Linked DNA regions of Zea mays: region 2 is linked to region 1. Evidence: chromatin contacts called from public Hi-C data. All regions are on one chromosome and are shown on one strand. Each heading gives the region's core, a stretch centred on a gene start, on an enhancer-like site or on the middle of the called end of the contact. The rest is flanking DNA. Distances are from core to core; before and after follow the strand shown. Region 1 holds the start of LOC113687172 (glycine--tRNA ligase, mitochondrial). Region 2 holds the start of LOC100277645.

What was found. A called contact is a pair of places that touch in the nucleus more often than the background predicts.
Region 2: a Hi-C map of tassel shows a contact between it and region 1, with 7 times the contacts expected there. The contact joins the promoter of LOC100277645 here to the promoter of LOC113687172 in region 1. A contact is called at or near these places in 9 of 25 Hi-C or Micro-C datasets (bundle sheath, ear, endosperm and 3 more).

What each region holds. Positions count from the first base shown.
Region 1 is chr2:65,076,271-65,084,080 of Zm-B73-REFERENCE-NAM-5.0, forward strand. LOC113687172 (glycine--tRNA ligase, mitochondrial) reads right to left here and starts at 3,219. Exons shown (of 9, transcript NM_001367480.1): 1 at 3,005-3,219; 2 at 886-1,268; 3 at 683-800; 4 at 158-352; 5 at 1-27. The coding sequence starts at 3,202.
Region 2 is chr2:65,755,370-65,763,179 of Zm-B73-REFERENCE-NAM-5.0, forward strand. LOC100277645 reads right to left here and starts at 4,280. Exons shown (of 4, transcript NM_001374032.1): 1 at 3,991-4,280; 2 at 3,827-3,898; 3 at 2,462-2,542; 4 at 1,808-2,239. The coding sequence starts at 4,183. The coding sequence ends at 2,112.

The DNA of each region.
Region 1 (7,810 bases), core at 1,969-4,468:
GCCAAGGGTCTCATTGTTCACAGTTCCCTGCAGTTGCAGCATAAATTACATTGAAACAGCATTACAAGTTTATAGAATGGTATCAATAGTAGCAAAAGAAGAGCTCAGATATCATATTGTCAAAAATATATAACAGAGAAATATCAGGAGATAATACCTCAGATATAGAATTTCCGAGTTTAAGTCTTGTGGCTGACCTTCCTGCCATTTGATCCTCTCTCGGAAACATCCAGAACTCTAGATCAGAAACATCACCAAACTTTGGATGGGATTTGTCCTCTGGGTCCACAAAGTGCTCAATTTCCGCTAAAGTAAACTCACGGACTCTCAAAAGGCCTTGACGGGGAGATATCTAGCAAAAAAAATTTGCTTCAGTCGAGAGAGTATTTTAGTAGGGCTTTATGGTGACAGGCTTACAGATAAAGGTAATTAATGTGACCATTCCCATTTTAATTTCCAGTTTACCTAAATAGTAAACAGGCTATTAAATGACACTTTATACTATCTGGACACCTAGTAAATAGAAGACTTTAAGTGTACCAAACAAATGATACAAGCAATGATAACCTTTGATGTGCCACATTTATGATGGAAAAATATATTAATAAGAGGAGGAACCAAATACTACGAAATATGTTGATAAAAAACACAGGTCATGAACAGAAGGTTAACAAAGTCATGCCTCATTCCTGAAGGCCTGACCAATTTGGGCTGCAGCGAATGGCAGCTTATTGCCATTGTAGTAATACAAGTCTTTGAAGTTCACAAATATACCCTGAGCTGTCTCTGGCCTCATATACCTGCAAAACCAAGGAAGCAGATACACTTAAGCCGGATGAACATAGTGGAAATATACTGAAATTTATTCAGCCGTTATTGTCTTACCCTGGGCTCAAACCTGATGGTCCAATGGAAGTTTGAAACATGAGATTAAAAGGGTATGGATCTGATAATGAGTTCTTGGTGTCTGGAGCAACAATCTTATACTCCCTAATCTTAGCACCCAATTGTTCTGCAGTGAGATCATCCAGGATAGCAAGAACTCTATTGTATTCTTCTGCCATCTCTGGTGACAATGTGTGATCTTTCTCAAGCTTATCCTTACAGAAGTCCTTCAGCAAATGATCCGCACGGTAGCAGTTGCCTGTCTTTTCATCTTTAACCATTAAGTCTGTAAATTTATCAACATGTCCAGAGGCTTTCAAGACAACTTCTGGCGTCACACATGGACAGTCAACCTCAAGCATCCCTTCCTCCAATACAAAATGCTAATAAAGGAGTTGAGTAGATAGTAAGCAGTGATCTATAGTATACTCTCATGATGCACTGAAGACAGTATAGCTAATACATGCAGGCACTGGTAACTTTCAAGAAGTTGAGAACTTACGGTTGCAAACATAGTTTGATCTTATTGCAAGCAGTGTTTTTTACAGAAGTTTTTGTTACTACCTGCAATAAAATACTCCTGGCAACAAATTTCATCTTTTCAAAGCAAGGTGGTTTTCACTCCTGCGCATCCAATATACATTTGGCTAACAAATTACATGAAGGATACTTTGCCGCATGTCCCATGTCATAGTTTAGGAAATATATGTTACTCCTGCGCATCCAATATACCCCCGGATGCTGCCAAAACGCATTCAAGAGTCCCGTTAAAGGAAGTTACCGTGGGGCCCCAACTAACGGGAACACCGCTCCCGGGGCCTCATGCCATGGAGCCTACCCTGGCTCCGGCCAAGGAAGGGGCTTAACCCACCGATCAACTTGATCTCGAAGCAATGCAAAGAATGACATGTATACCACCAAGTCCAGTTAAGAGCGACCAAGGGTCCCAAGGCCCTTGGGGCCCCAAAGCACTCCCACACTTACGGAACCAAACCACAAGGATGGCTTAATACTCGAGTCCCCTGGTGCCCTGAGACGCCCTCAACTGGAATGACTTTGCCCAGGGTTCAGGTGTTCCAAAGCCTGTCCGCAAGAATCAAAGAGGCTCCTGGTGTCCTGAGGTGCCCCTAACTAGAATGAGCTAAGTCCCCAATCCCCTGTGCCCTGGGGCACTAATGAAGAATTTAGGTACACTGGCACTCTGTGCCCCGGGGGCTGGGGCACTGATTAGGGCAGAGGCACTTAGCTGCCCGAGGCATGTACTGGTTTCAAAATACAATCAACTGTTAATATGCAGTTTTGTGATAATATTTGATAGCAAATATTCAATTTTACGACACTGATACATAGATTTGAATATGTAGTTTCATGGTACAATCGACTTTAAATGTGCAGGTCTATGAGGTGGCACAGTTTGTGATAATTTTATTGGAAAAGATGTAGTGCTGGTAAAGTTTACTCTTAAATATTTTATAGTGCATTCCTTTAGTGACAGCAATCTAAATATGACAAATAAAATCACAATATGCATTGACATTTGAGAGCATCCTAAGCAGCACACCATTCCTACTAATAGCACAACCCACTAGATTTAATTGATTATTTTATAGAGCATAAGCTTGAGAATTTTCAATATGTGACCCCTGAAATAGCGAAACTGAGAACCTTAATCTTCTACAATCCAGGAAACCAATGTAGCCTCCTAGTCATCAAGCTTACGAAGTATGACCAGAGCAATTGCCAAGGTATACAATCAGCACAGCAGAACAAGCATCCTTTGGGTGCTAGCGCACCCAGTAGCTGCCTTTCCCTTTCACTAAAAGGTAGGTACCCAATTTCATCAATCAATTCATACCACACCACATGTCTAAGTGCAAATCCAACACCGCACAGCGAAGGTACACTGTCGCAAACAAAGGCCCAGTCAACCTTCTACTTGAGACCAGGCCAAGTAGATCAAAATCCAGCACCCAGCACTTCAGTAGCTGCCCTCTTTCGCGTCAATCCAGAATCAATCAAAACTGAAAAATGTGCCGCCTTTGCCTCGAACGTGCCAAGTATTGAGAGAGCTAGCTAGTTCAGTATCCATCTGCGGGTGTAGTAGTAGGTAGTACAGTACCTGGCGCCAGAATGCGAGGACGTTAGCTTTGACAGCGCAACCTGGGGGTCCGTAGTCGTAGAGCCCCGCGACGCCGCCGTAGATCTTGAAAGAGGGCACGAAGAAGAGCCGGCGCTCCAGCGTGTTGGTCACGGCCGCGCGGAACGCGTCGCGGCTCATCGTCCCCGCCCCACCCGCCGACGGGACTGACGCGGCCATAGCCACGAGCTGCCGCGCTGTCGGGGCTAGGGTTTGGGGCGGGCGTAGGAGCAGGAGAGGTTTTGCGAGCGGTGCGCGAGGGGAGGGCGACGAGAGGAGGAAGGAGACGCGGCGGAGCACGAGCATCAGATGGGAAGCGGATCGAGGGGCTGACGTGTGGGGCCCACTAGTCGGTGACCTCGGTTGTCCACTTGTCCAATGTGCACGCGCGCTGGCCCGCAGATATTTTTGGTGAGTGCGGCATGGGTCATCGGAAAAAACTCTCTACATCTTTATCTTTACTACTCCTTATGTTTGTATCGTAGGCGTTCATATTCGACTATAGTGCACGGTTCTGCCGTCGCGCTCCCTCCGCCTCCCCATGCCCCGCTCCCGCGATACCCGCGCGTGCCCTCGCCTCCGCCGCCGCGATGCTCGTGCCTCTGCCCCCGCCTCCTCCGCCCTCGCGACGCTGCGCCCTCCGTCCGCCACGAGATCCCTGCCCTTCCCCCAAACCCTGTCCTGCACCTCGTGCCCCCGCCTCCGCTCGCGATGCTCCTGCTCGCCCCACCGCCGTGACAGTCGCCTTCGCATCCGCCGCCAGATCTCTGCCCTTCCCCCAAACCCTGCCTCGTACCCCTCCACGAGCTTCGTCGCGTCATCCCTGCCCTGCCCCCCGGAACCTCGTTCCCCCAGCCCTCCCCTCGTCCCCGCGCGCTACAACCGCCGGGTTGGCCTGCGGAGAGGTCGCCGCACCCCAACAAGGTAGGATGTCGTGCCCCGCCCGACACCCCGTTTAGCGCTCCCGTCCGCCAACTCTCTGCGCACCAGACCCACTGCCCCCATCGTCTCTGCAGATCCGGGGTTTGCTCGGGTCTCCTTGCCTCGCCGGGGTCCCACCGCGACGATCGAGGAGCATGGTGGGCGAGGGGAGGCGGGAACGAGCGGCGGAGGAGGTGAAGCTCGACATCCGCAACGTGCTCATGGCGCTCGAATCCCTCAAGAAGGAGTCCCTCAAGAAGAAGAAGGGCGACAAGGATAGAGCAGTCGGGCCGTCCTCTAGGAAGAAGCACGCAGAGGCCGCGCAGCAGCAAGCGCCACCACAGAAGGAGGTATTCTGGGCTCCCGCGTCGCTCACCACCAAGTCCTGTGCAGATGTCGAGTACGACGACGATGACTCGATGCGTCCCGCCGCCGAGCCCACCAAGGAGGAGGAGGACATCGAGGGAGCTGTGTGCAGCGCCCCCTGTCGCCGCGCTGTCAAGAATACTACCCCCTCCCCCTCGCGCAACATGGTGGATGCACGGGCCAGTACCGGTGCTGAGGATCCCATGGTCGTGGACGTCGTCGTGACGCAACTGATGCCGGAGGAGGAGGCGCTCCAGCTCTGCACCGGCTGCGTCCATGAAAGTTGCCTAGAGGGGGGGGGGTGAATAGGCAAGTTAAAACTTTTTCAACAAAAACTAGAAGCAAACTGGGTAAAACTGAATTGATCTCGAAATTCACCCAGTTAACTTTGGAAATGAGATGTTCTAAATGATCCACAGGGTTCAAAGTAGTAGATCTGAGAAGGGCACTTCTCAAAATCCACACACCAAAAAGATATAAACAAATCTTTCACGGAATGGTGAGAGAACGAAGAACACGAATAAGCACAATGAACAAGAACACAAGAGACACAAGATTTATCCCGAGGTTCGGTCACACCACCAAGGTGCCCTACTTCCTCGTTGAGGCGCCCACAAAGAGCCGGGTCTTTTTCAACCCTAATCCTCCCTTTGCCGACCACAAAGGTCAAGCCCACACACTAATCTTTGCTCAAACGAGCGGGTAATACAAACTTTCTTGTGGTCTTCCACAAGATTTGGAGACTCACAAGAGACACCTAGTCGTCTAGGAGCTAGAAGCTCCAAGAGTAATGAATCCACAAAGAACTCGATGTAGTACCAAAGCTCGAATGAAGAAGAGCAAGAAGGATTTAGAGATGAAGCACCAAAATCGCAGCTCTTCAATCTCACTCAAAGATTTCTCTCCAAAGATTTGAAATAGGAGAGGCAAGAGGTGTGTGAGAGAGAGTGGGAGGTGTTTCTCAGGTTGGGAATGAAGTTTTGTGCGTGCTCTCCTGTGGGGAGAGAGGTAGGAGTGAGTATATATAGGTGGGGCTCCAAAACTAGCCGTTTTTGACTTTTCTGCTCAAAAACCGGTTGAACCGGTCCCAAAACCGGTTGAACCGGTTTTCAAAAAGCTGCGTACAGCTTTTTGGCTGACACAGCAGACTGGCAGAAAAAAGTGAACAGTGCAAAAACCGGTTGAACCTGTTTTAAAACCGGTTGAACCTGTTTCCACCAGACAAAAACCGGTTGAGTGTCCGGTTGAGTGTCCGGCTGAACCAGTATTTTGAAAAAAGGTGAACAGTGCAAAAACCGGTTGAACCTGTTTTAAAACCGGTTGAACCTGTTTTTTCAAAAATCAATTTTGACCAAGATAGACTTAAAAAGGTTGTACTACATACTTTCACTAAGGATTAACAAGGGTAAAATGGAAGTTTTAGATCAAGGATTTTGAGCTTTAGTACCAACACCAACCTTCTTTTTGGATCCCCCTTGATAGTACGACGATTCCTATACTCAAGTTAAATAAAATATAATTAAGTAAACTCCTTGAGTCATTGGTGTCTCAAGTGTGATTTCTCCATGATGTTGCTTCATAAGGATCACAAACATCTTTGTCTCACCTTTGAAGCAAACACAAATCGAGCCTGTGACTTGTGCCATTTCACCATATATGAGTTCAAATCATGGCTTCAAGTCACCTTACTGATGCATCAACATGTTGTAACTCTTCATAGCTGATTAGTTCATCGACTTAGTGCAAGTACTCTCTTCTTCACCTTAGCCATGGTACCTCGGTCTACAAGCCGTCACTTGGCCTTCACCTTCGCTTAGTTCCTCGAAGCCCTTTCCTTGCTATCTTCACCATATCAAGCCATTCTTGAGTCACATCCTATTGAGCATCCATTGAGAGAATCATTTCTTCAATATTGTGAACCTTGCTTGAATGTCATCTAGATATAACTGCTAAGATCAATCAAGCTCTAGTTTGATTCTCATATATTCATATATGGACTAATAGTAATATGGTCAAGCCAATTCACGATTCCTCATATCTTATTCACTTTGGCTTGACCAATCCTCTTAATCACTTCAACCTCTATTATGATCATATTTATGCATAGTGATTTCTCAGGACTTGTCCATATATTCAAACCAATATAGAGACCATATTATATCCATTTGCATTGTCTCACTGGTTATTTGACCTTGTGTTGAACATTGTTCACTGATCATTATACACTATTCAAGTATGTTCATCATACTGAATTTCCTGTTCAACACTTAACAAACTTGTTAGACCTTTAAATGTGTTGTTATCCAAATCACCAAAACTCACAAAAGGGATGAATGCACTTTCAATCTCCCCCTTTTTGGTGATTGATGACAACACATTTAAAGCTTACATAAGATTTGATAAATAAGATTTTGAATCCTATGATATAGTTTCCTCCCCCTAAATATGTGCATTTCAGAAAATACCAAGTTTGTACTCAAATGCCAAAAGCACATATTTGGGTCAAAGAGTGAAGACAACTTATATCATACTATTCATAGGATGCTTTGTGTCATAAATAAATGTAATGCTCATAACATAGTATGCACTCATCAACTTTCTACATCTTATGTTTTTCTTATGACTTCCCCTTTTTTTTAATTATTTCTCCCCTTTTTAAAGTCTTCTAACACTTAGTTACATAAGACTAAAGGTAAGCTTTAATGCAAAATTTCTCCCCCTTTGTCATAAATCTCCAAAAAAAAATATAAAGAATATAAAGGGTAGAAATTATGATTAATCAAGATTTGAACACACTATCATGAAAAGGGTCCTTATATGGCACAAAGGTAATGGAGAAGTGCCATAAGTGATGTACCTTTGCGTTTTACCTTTTCAAAGGGGTGTTCCACACTTGTGTTGTATTTAGAGTTCATTTTGCAATCTCTTGTTGGCATAATTATGACATAGGTCCAAGATATCAAATGAATATTGTCATACTAATTGAAAGATAAATCTTGATACCTAGAGTCTAGATGTCACCTAGCATTTTCTTATCATAACAAGAGGCAGCATGAAAATTGCACAAGTATGGATTATACAACTAGTGATCATGTATGAAAAATATCAATTGAAAAACACCGATTGATACAATTTGATAGATAAGCAGATCACTAATAGCATATTACACTAAGTTCTCCTCAAGTTTTAGAGCGCACATATATATGAATTCAATTGATACCAGTTGAGAGTACTTATTTGTAATTTAAAGTACCATTAGCATAAAATGAGTATAAATTGAACATAATCATGCGACATAAGAAACATGTGCACTATTTAATCAATTAAGTTCTAGACAGGAGAATTTATAAGCTATGCTACTTTAGACATTTGCAATCCAAAAGAATATGATATATGTTTACCAGTTTTAGATGATTTTGGAGTAGCATATACAAGATAAACTCATTATCTTATAAAATGTATAAAAGATACATTTATTGGAGCAAAGAATTTTTGATACCC
Region 2 (7,810 bases), core at 3,030-5,529, 680 kb after region 1:
CACCTCGCCTCTCCCCCCTTCGCGCTCGCCCACGCGCTCGACCCATCTGGGCTGGGGCACGCAGCACACTCACTCGTCGGCTTAGGGACCCCCTGTCTCGAAACGCCGACAAATCTAGTGTGGAATTTGCTTGGTATATATATGTGTGTGTGTGTGTATATATGTTACTTAGAACCAAAATAAAAGGGAAGGTAATTAACATCTAATCTACCAATTTGTTGTGGGCCCAAGTTAAGAAGAGGTGGCCAAGTATTAGGGAAAAACTTAAGAAGTTGGTTAAGTGAAATAAAGAAAATATGAAATTTTCCTAAGTCAATTCTACACCTTATTCTAAACTTCATGTGGGCTAGCTACATGCATTAAAAGTTGGCCTAATTTTGTTTTAGTTTTTTATTTTGGGCAAACTGCTGGAGTAAACATTTTATTCCACCCCTAATCAGTTTTAGTACGCCTCCCATAATTAGTTTTTGGGAAATGTTTTGAATATTCTTTTGGAGTTGCTCTTACTAGAGTTAATAATTAGCTACTAAAATTAGCTGCAAACATCCAAACATCTCAGCTAATAGTTCAGCTATTAACTATTTTTATAAAATCAGCTAATAGTTAGTCAACTATTTAGTAGTTAGCTAATTTTACTAGTAACTTCTTAGCCAACTAATTATTAGCTTTATTACATTCAAACATGACCTAAAAATGATATCTAGAACTATTGTTTTCTATATAGACATTTAAAGTCGGCTCGTTGTTAATATAGATGTCAAATTGAGGCTCTATATGGGCTCGAATGAATTAGCTAAATCAATCGGCTTACATAAGTCTCTCTCACTACTACCAACAAAACTAGTGTGTTCAAATTATGGAAATCCTCATGCAAACAACATTATCACCACTTGAACGTGTTTACCAATATATAGTCTAATACGAAATAGTTTGTAGGATAGTGGTTACACAAGAGGCTCGTAGCACCTTAAATCTTGAATGCAACTTCTTGCAAGAGCGAATATTTTAGGATTTAACAGCTTTGTGCTTTCAGTATAGGCTGTTTGGAAGGGCTTCACTTCAAAAGTTTTAGATTCGTTCTAGCTTCTTTCATACAAACAGGTCTAATTTCACAAGCTCATTCACGAAGCTTCTCAAAGGGTGATTCACAAACACTGTTTCATATCTCTCTATGAAGTTGCACGAAAATTACCCACCATGATATATCGCTTCAGTTCTCTCATAACAGATCACTAATCAAGTGTAATTAAGAAAACTCACACGAATCAATTGTATTATAGAAGTTGAACTCTATGTGCAAGCCAAACATTGCTCAAACCCACCTTAGCAATTTGTTGGAGTTGTTTTATGGTGAAACTAAAATAGCGAAGCTAAAAATTTTAAAAGTAAAACACTTCCAAACATGCCTTGAGATGCCTACGGTGACTTCGTCAATCTCGTCTTGAGGTTCTCTTAGCTCCTATAAAGATGCTAATGAGGTAGAATTTGCATGTGTATATAAACAATGTTCCCATCGATAGTAATACAAGATATACTTTTTTTCGTCTCAATTTATAATTCGTTTACCTATTTTTATCAAGTTTAACCGGCTTATATTTTATGTAAAAAAATGAAAAATTCTAAGACACAATTAAAATATGTTATGTTAAGCGATACTATGTTATGTTAAGCGATACTACAGTAAAAATTATGAAACTTTTCAAATAAGACGAGCTGATTAAACTTGGGATAAAAAAAGTAAACCCAATTATAAATTAGAATGAAAAGAGTATTAGAAAAGGACCAATTGTTGAATGTAACTTTTATCGACGGACTGAGAGAAGAGACACGCTGCCCGCGAGCTCATCTTTCCTGTCCACAACTCCACATGAACAGGGACAGCTCCTGGACTCAGTACTAATGCTATGTGCAGTTGAGAAAGCAAGCTCAACTCAAGTACCATCAATAACTGACTAGAAAAACTGACTAGGATGAAAGGGTTCGTAGAAGAAAAGTTCTGCGAAATGACATGGAAGATAGTATCGACACAAGGAAGCTGTACAAGCCGGGAGGACCTCGCGAGATAAAAATGCATGCCTTCCTCTCTAAAAAAAAAGAGGACAGATCTGAAATCAGACCTCGATCACCGTCTCATCCTTCTTGGACGATTTCTTTCTCTTCCTCTCACTGGCAGGCTCCTTTCCCTTCAGCTCCTGAGAGAAGGTCCGCAGCAGGCCCATAAGATGCTCGTTCCTGTGAGCTGGACTTGCACACCAAAGATCAAAGTGTCAAACTGTGAAAGTTTTATTTCTTGTGAGGGCCAAAATGAGTGAGGTCTTTCTGCACATCCATCAACTAACCATAATACTAGGAAAAGAGAGAGTACAGCATACAGGTACAAGTAGTTCAAAAAAAATTTGTAAGAAGATGCACTTCTAAATTCTAAGAAGCCAAATATTACAGAATCAGCAGAAACAAGTACCTGTGAGTATGACATCATCCATCCTGACGGATTTGCGACCGGCATGCTGTGCAAACAACTCTGCATCCTTTGCTAGCTGCTCTGGACATTGCACGGAAGATGTCAAATGGAACATTCATACATAATGTTCTCACAGACACAAATCTATGTAGATCCAAAGCCTCCCTCCCTCCCTCTCCCTCAAAAGAGGATTGGAAGCGTGCAATTTACAATAGCTACTAGCTAGTACAGTAAGTGCCATGCTTGACTATTGTTGCTTTTCAACTAACGCACAATGCATCTACTTCACAATCTCTAATCACTATAGTTATTCGCTCGCTAATTTGTGGCAATGCAAAAAAAAAAAAAAAATCTCCGCAAGAGGTCTAAGATACAAGATCTATGTGCTCAACAGTTGCTTTCTACCAGGATATATTGGGTCACTCCAACAGTATGAATGTATGATTTGTGAAGCTTGCACTTAGCAGACATAATGTGGGGCGACCTTCGATAAGTTTTGACGTCACTGAACTTCAACTCTACTAGGTTGAGAAAAACAACCCCCTTTCCCTAAAAGCTATCATATAAGGGAATGAGATGAAAAAGACAGCTTCAGCATATCTCCTTTCTCAATCCCCTTTCCAGCTTTTCCTAATTTTTTTCTCAATCCCTCAAATAGATGGGAGCAAGCAGCATTTTTCTTCATCCCCTTTCCTTCCCCCTTTTGTGGGCTCACACTGGCCATTCTTGCCATCGCCACGTTGGGCAAGCGCGCACAGGCAACTGCCATGCTGCCACGGGCATGCGCGTAGGCCATGCTGGGATGTAGACAAACTTAGAAGAATGTGACTAAGAATGTAGACAAACTTAGAAGAATGTGACTACTGACTACTAACTCTTTGGTTGTAGTATCAAAACCCAGTGGACTATTGTTATAAGGAATTACTATCCTGTCGGTTTATCTCCACAAAAAAATGGGATGATGAGCTCTAACACAAGTATGACAACCTTTACAAATCAAAGCCTGATGGAGATCAAAAGTTGCAGGCACCCATAATTGGTCATTCGTGTTTTCTCCAGCACCAAGCATATATTCTACTAAACGCGTGCTAACTTAATGTAACTGAATCGCTCGTCTTTCAGCACATTTCTTCGTTTCAAGAACCATACTGTGCAAAATACTGAAACTAGTTCCTGTCTACTCCAAGCACTTGATTTCCCACAGAAACCAATTTTATTGGAGCAGTCAACTTGGCAACTCACAGGTGGAGATAAATTGTACTCGTAAGAGGTTCAGAATAGGATAGCACTTTGCAACCAATCAAAGAGAAATAACGTGCACAAGCGGTTACTGGTTACAGAAGGATAGGGTGCTGGGTGAAGGACCTGCGCTCTTGAACGCCAAGTCGGCGATGCAGGAAACAACGGGGTCGGCGACCGTCATTCCGGCCTTCTTTCCTGCGCAGATGCCGCATGCCAAGACGATGAACTTTTTTCCGGGCTCTTCAACTCCCAATAACGAAGGGAGGCGCGAGAGGATGCTACCATACCTTCGGCGGTGGCGATGCTGATGACGGCGAGGCGGAATCGGTCGCGGAGGATGTCGGCCTCGGCTTCGGCGGCCTCGTACCGCTCCACCTCAGCCTCGGCCTCGGCGGCTTCGTTGCGCTCGGCCTCGCCGCCGCTGTCGCCGGCGAGCGTCTCCATATCCATGTCTAGGTCGAGGTCCAGGTCCGGGTCCATGGTCCAGCCGCGGAGCTTCCACGAGACACACGAGCAGCAGCGAAGGCGGCTGGAGCGGTGTTTGCCGTTGTGGCGAACAGGAGAAATTTGCGATGGTGCCATTCTCAATGTTGGTAATATGTTATTATGTCTCTCGTGTCTATGATTGATGATGAGAATATATCTATCTATAATTTATGTATTCGATGGCATGCTACGAAATCCATAAATCATAATAACAAAATTGACAAATGTCTCGGCGAACAGACAGCGAGCCACGAGCCACGGCGAGATGGCAGGCAGCGTTTCTCATGGCACGGGCTGCTTCGTCCTCGTGTTTGGTCTGGGCCGCACATTGGGCTAAGAGATGGGGCCTTTGAAAGAAAGAAAAAAAAACCCAGATAGCACCGGAGCTCCTTTCTTTGCCATTTGTACTGGGCCACTCCTTTTCAGGACTAGAGCAACCTTTATAAACAAAAAACTCTTAACCATTTTAATTATGTAAGAAAATGTATTCGAATAAACTTTGAGTGTATTTTTTCACATTGTTGTATAACATAAGCCGAGTCCATGAAAAGTTCTTCCGAAGTCTCAAATTGGCTGGGTGTGCAGTGCGCTGTGCGCATATACACGTAGTTGTTCCCAACCGTTACCGTTTCGATAAAAAATATGCATCTTTGGATTGGACCCAGAGAGGGAGATTTAGTCAAAACCGCTCCTACTGGATACTTCCCTTTTCGCCTTTCATGGGAAGGGAATAACTTGAATTTTTTTTAAAAAAAAGAGAAATAAAGAAATAAAACACAATATATCACGCATCATCGTAATCTTAGTTAGTTATACTAATTATCCAAAATAAAGGGCGACAGAGAATCATGCAATAATAAACTAAAGAAGGCCACTATATGTGATATTCTTTGAGGCCTTTGCTTTACCTGTAGGCCTCAGGTGTACCCATCATTATCTATAGAACAAATCATCATCTCATCTGAATATTGGGAGGGACAGGGGGGCTTTTTTTCTATTTATATTTGCATATATCTTGCCATTTCCAAGTGATACCAGTAGTTAAGTCGAATTTGTTAGTGATCTACGGCTAATTTAAGCAAGCGAGCGTATGCTCAACAGCACCGGCGATGCATAATGTTGTCATTATATTAGCCATGCATAGTATAGATGGCCAAATGGGCCGTGCCTAACGGGCCGGCCCGAAGCACGGCCCGTTTAATAGTGCCGGGCCTGGCCCGGTACGAGAACCGTACCGTGCTTGAGCCGCTGTCTCGGCCCGCAGTGCCGGCCCGGCCCGGCACGATTATATATTTTTTATTTTATAAAACATAGTATATATATATTTACATTTTATATTAGCTATTTACAACAAACGCACTCGAGTTATACTGGTTAGTTTCCTTCAGTTAAGCGTTTCAGCCTCATAGAGTGAGATCGCGGGTTCAAATCCTCACAAAAACGCAGTTTTTTTGCTATTTCCTTGAATTAATGGGAGAACGTGACCCGTTAAACGGGCCGGCCCGGCACGACCACCAGGCCGGCCGGGCACGGCCCGATTAACCGTCGGGCCTGACGGGCCCGTGCCGGGCCGGGCCGCCCGTTTGGGTATCTCTAATGCATAGCTCGTTTTATGGGGCATGGGCATCAGCAAGCCATCATCCTTACGCAAGGCATAGGAGCGGCGTCATGTCATCGTCAGTCAGAGGAGAGGAGAGGAGAGGAGAGGATCATGCATATGGAGGATAAATATATAGGAGAGCAGCTAGCATGGTCCACAATCTCATAGTTAGTGGTGGCGTGGAGCGTGGAAGCACACATATATACATGATACATGTACATACACAGGTGGTGGGTAGGGCTAGCTCATCATCCATCGTGTTCGTTCTTGCATTTGAATTGAAAGGGAAAACAACTTTTTTTTTTAAAAAAAAACCCCGCATAGGGATACATGCATGCGTGCCCAATGGATGCCTTTGGACCGCCTCTAGTGTTATGGATGGCTACGCGCGCGCCTAGGCTAATCCACCTGCCCCTTGCGTGGGGGTGGTCGGTGTGGTGTGGGGTGCGCATACACGATGAGATGATGACGAAAGGCATGATCCCTAAAGCACTTGCATTACATAACTATACGTATTATTGGTTATTGCGACCAAGCACGCAGGAATCAAATCCTTCTGTGGCTACACGGCGCGCGCAGCAACGGCATGCTTCCAAGTTCCAATTCAAGTGCTACATATATAATATTCGCGCAATTTTTGTCCCACTTATGGGAGGATCAGCTTCCAGTATATATAGCTAGTGTCGTTCATGAGTAAACTATTTCCTTATCCAAACATAATCTATGTGTGTAATATGGTCCCATGTGTAGGTGGTGTTAGGGCACGTTAAGATAATTAAAGATTGTAGGGTCAGTCAAATATGCTAATGTATTTGAGGAGCTAGGATCTTTGCCCCAGGACAGGTATGCCGGCCGCTACACATATATATATGTGACAGAAATCAAGACTGCAAATCATGCTGATATGACATATATATAATAAATCTCTAGTTTAACTAACTGTTCACCTACTAGTAAGGGCTACAGCTCCCTGTGGAGTAATTTGGTCTCCCACATACTCATAGTCTATAGACTTTTGCAATGATTGGGTACAACCAAAATGAATTCCTCGTCTGAGGATCGGAGGGTATATATCACGTACGTACGGTTGCATCGGCATCATCCTTTACCGACCATTCCGTGACGGCACAGTATACGAAGACGTCTATGCATATATTCATTGGCTCTCCATGCATGATGCCCTATATATGGACTACGGGCAGCAGGTAAGCATCATCTATCTCTCTGTGCGTGGGCGTCCATATACCATGCATAGGGGTTTGTAGAGGCCGGGTGGTCCCTTTGGTCGCGCTCGCGCATGCAAAGGAGAGGAGATCGATAGGGTCCCCAATCCCCATAGGGAGGAGGTCGACATGAAATGAAAGCTACGCTCAATGAAATGAAATTAACAAGTGGGAGAGCGCCATAGCCTCAACTCGTGCCTTCATACAGGCCTTTCGTTCACAAATTTCCGTCGGTGTTGTTCATTTTTTTTTTAAAAAAATCTTATGTATACATGTGTGTGCTCCTTCGTATTTTAGATGTTTTTCAGTTCTTTCTTATTTCCTTATCCTTATAATACTTGTACTTATTGGCCTATGTTTTTAGTAGGTAACGTTTAAGGACATACTAATTAATTCATTCATGTCTGTGTGCTTCGGCCTTGTACTGCCGGTGACTTTTGATGCTCGACGCGCTAGGACAGTCGGTGGATCCGCCCCCTATCAAGTGAGACAACCGGCGGTGAGAATGAGATCGTCAACCCTCTCTTGTAGTTGTAGCTTTGGTCTCGTCTCTCTGTGTTGCGTGTTGTGAGAGTGAAAATGCATCCACTTACATAATTATGCAAATAAAAGTTATATAATCTACAAAACACGAAGCTAAAAATTACATATTTTATAAATAAAATCTAAATACCATGGTGTAGATCCTAGATATACTCATTAGTACACAGAAGCTCTATAGTGACGGTCCTAGAGCTATTTGCGCTGACGTTTTTCAGTGCTGCCGGTGCTAGGGGCCATTAGAAATCGGCCTTTTCA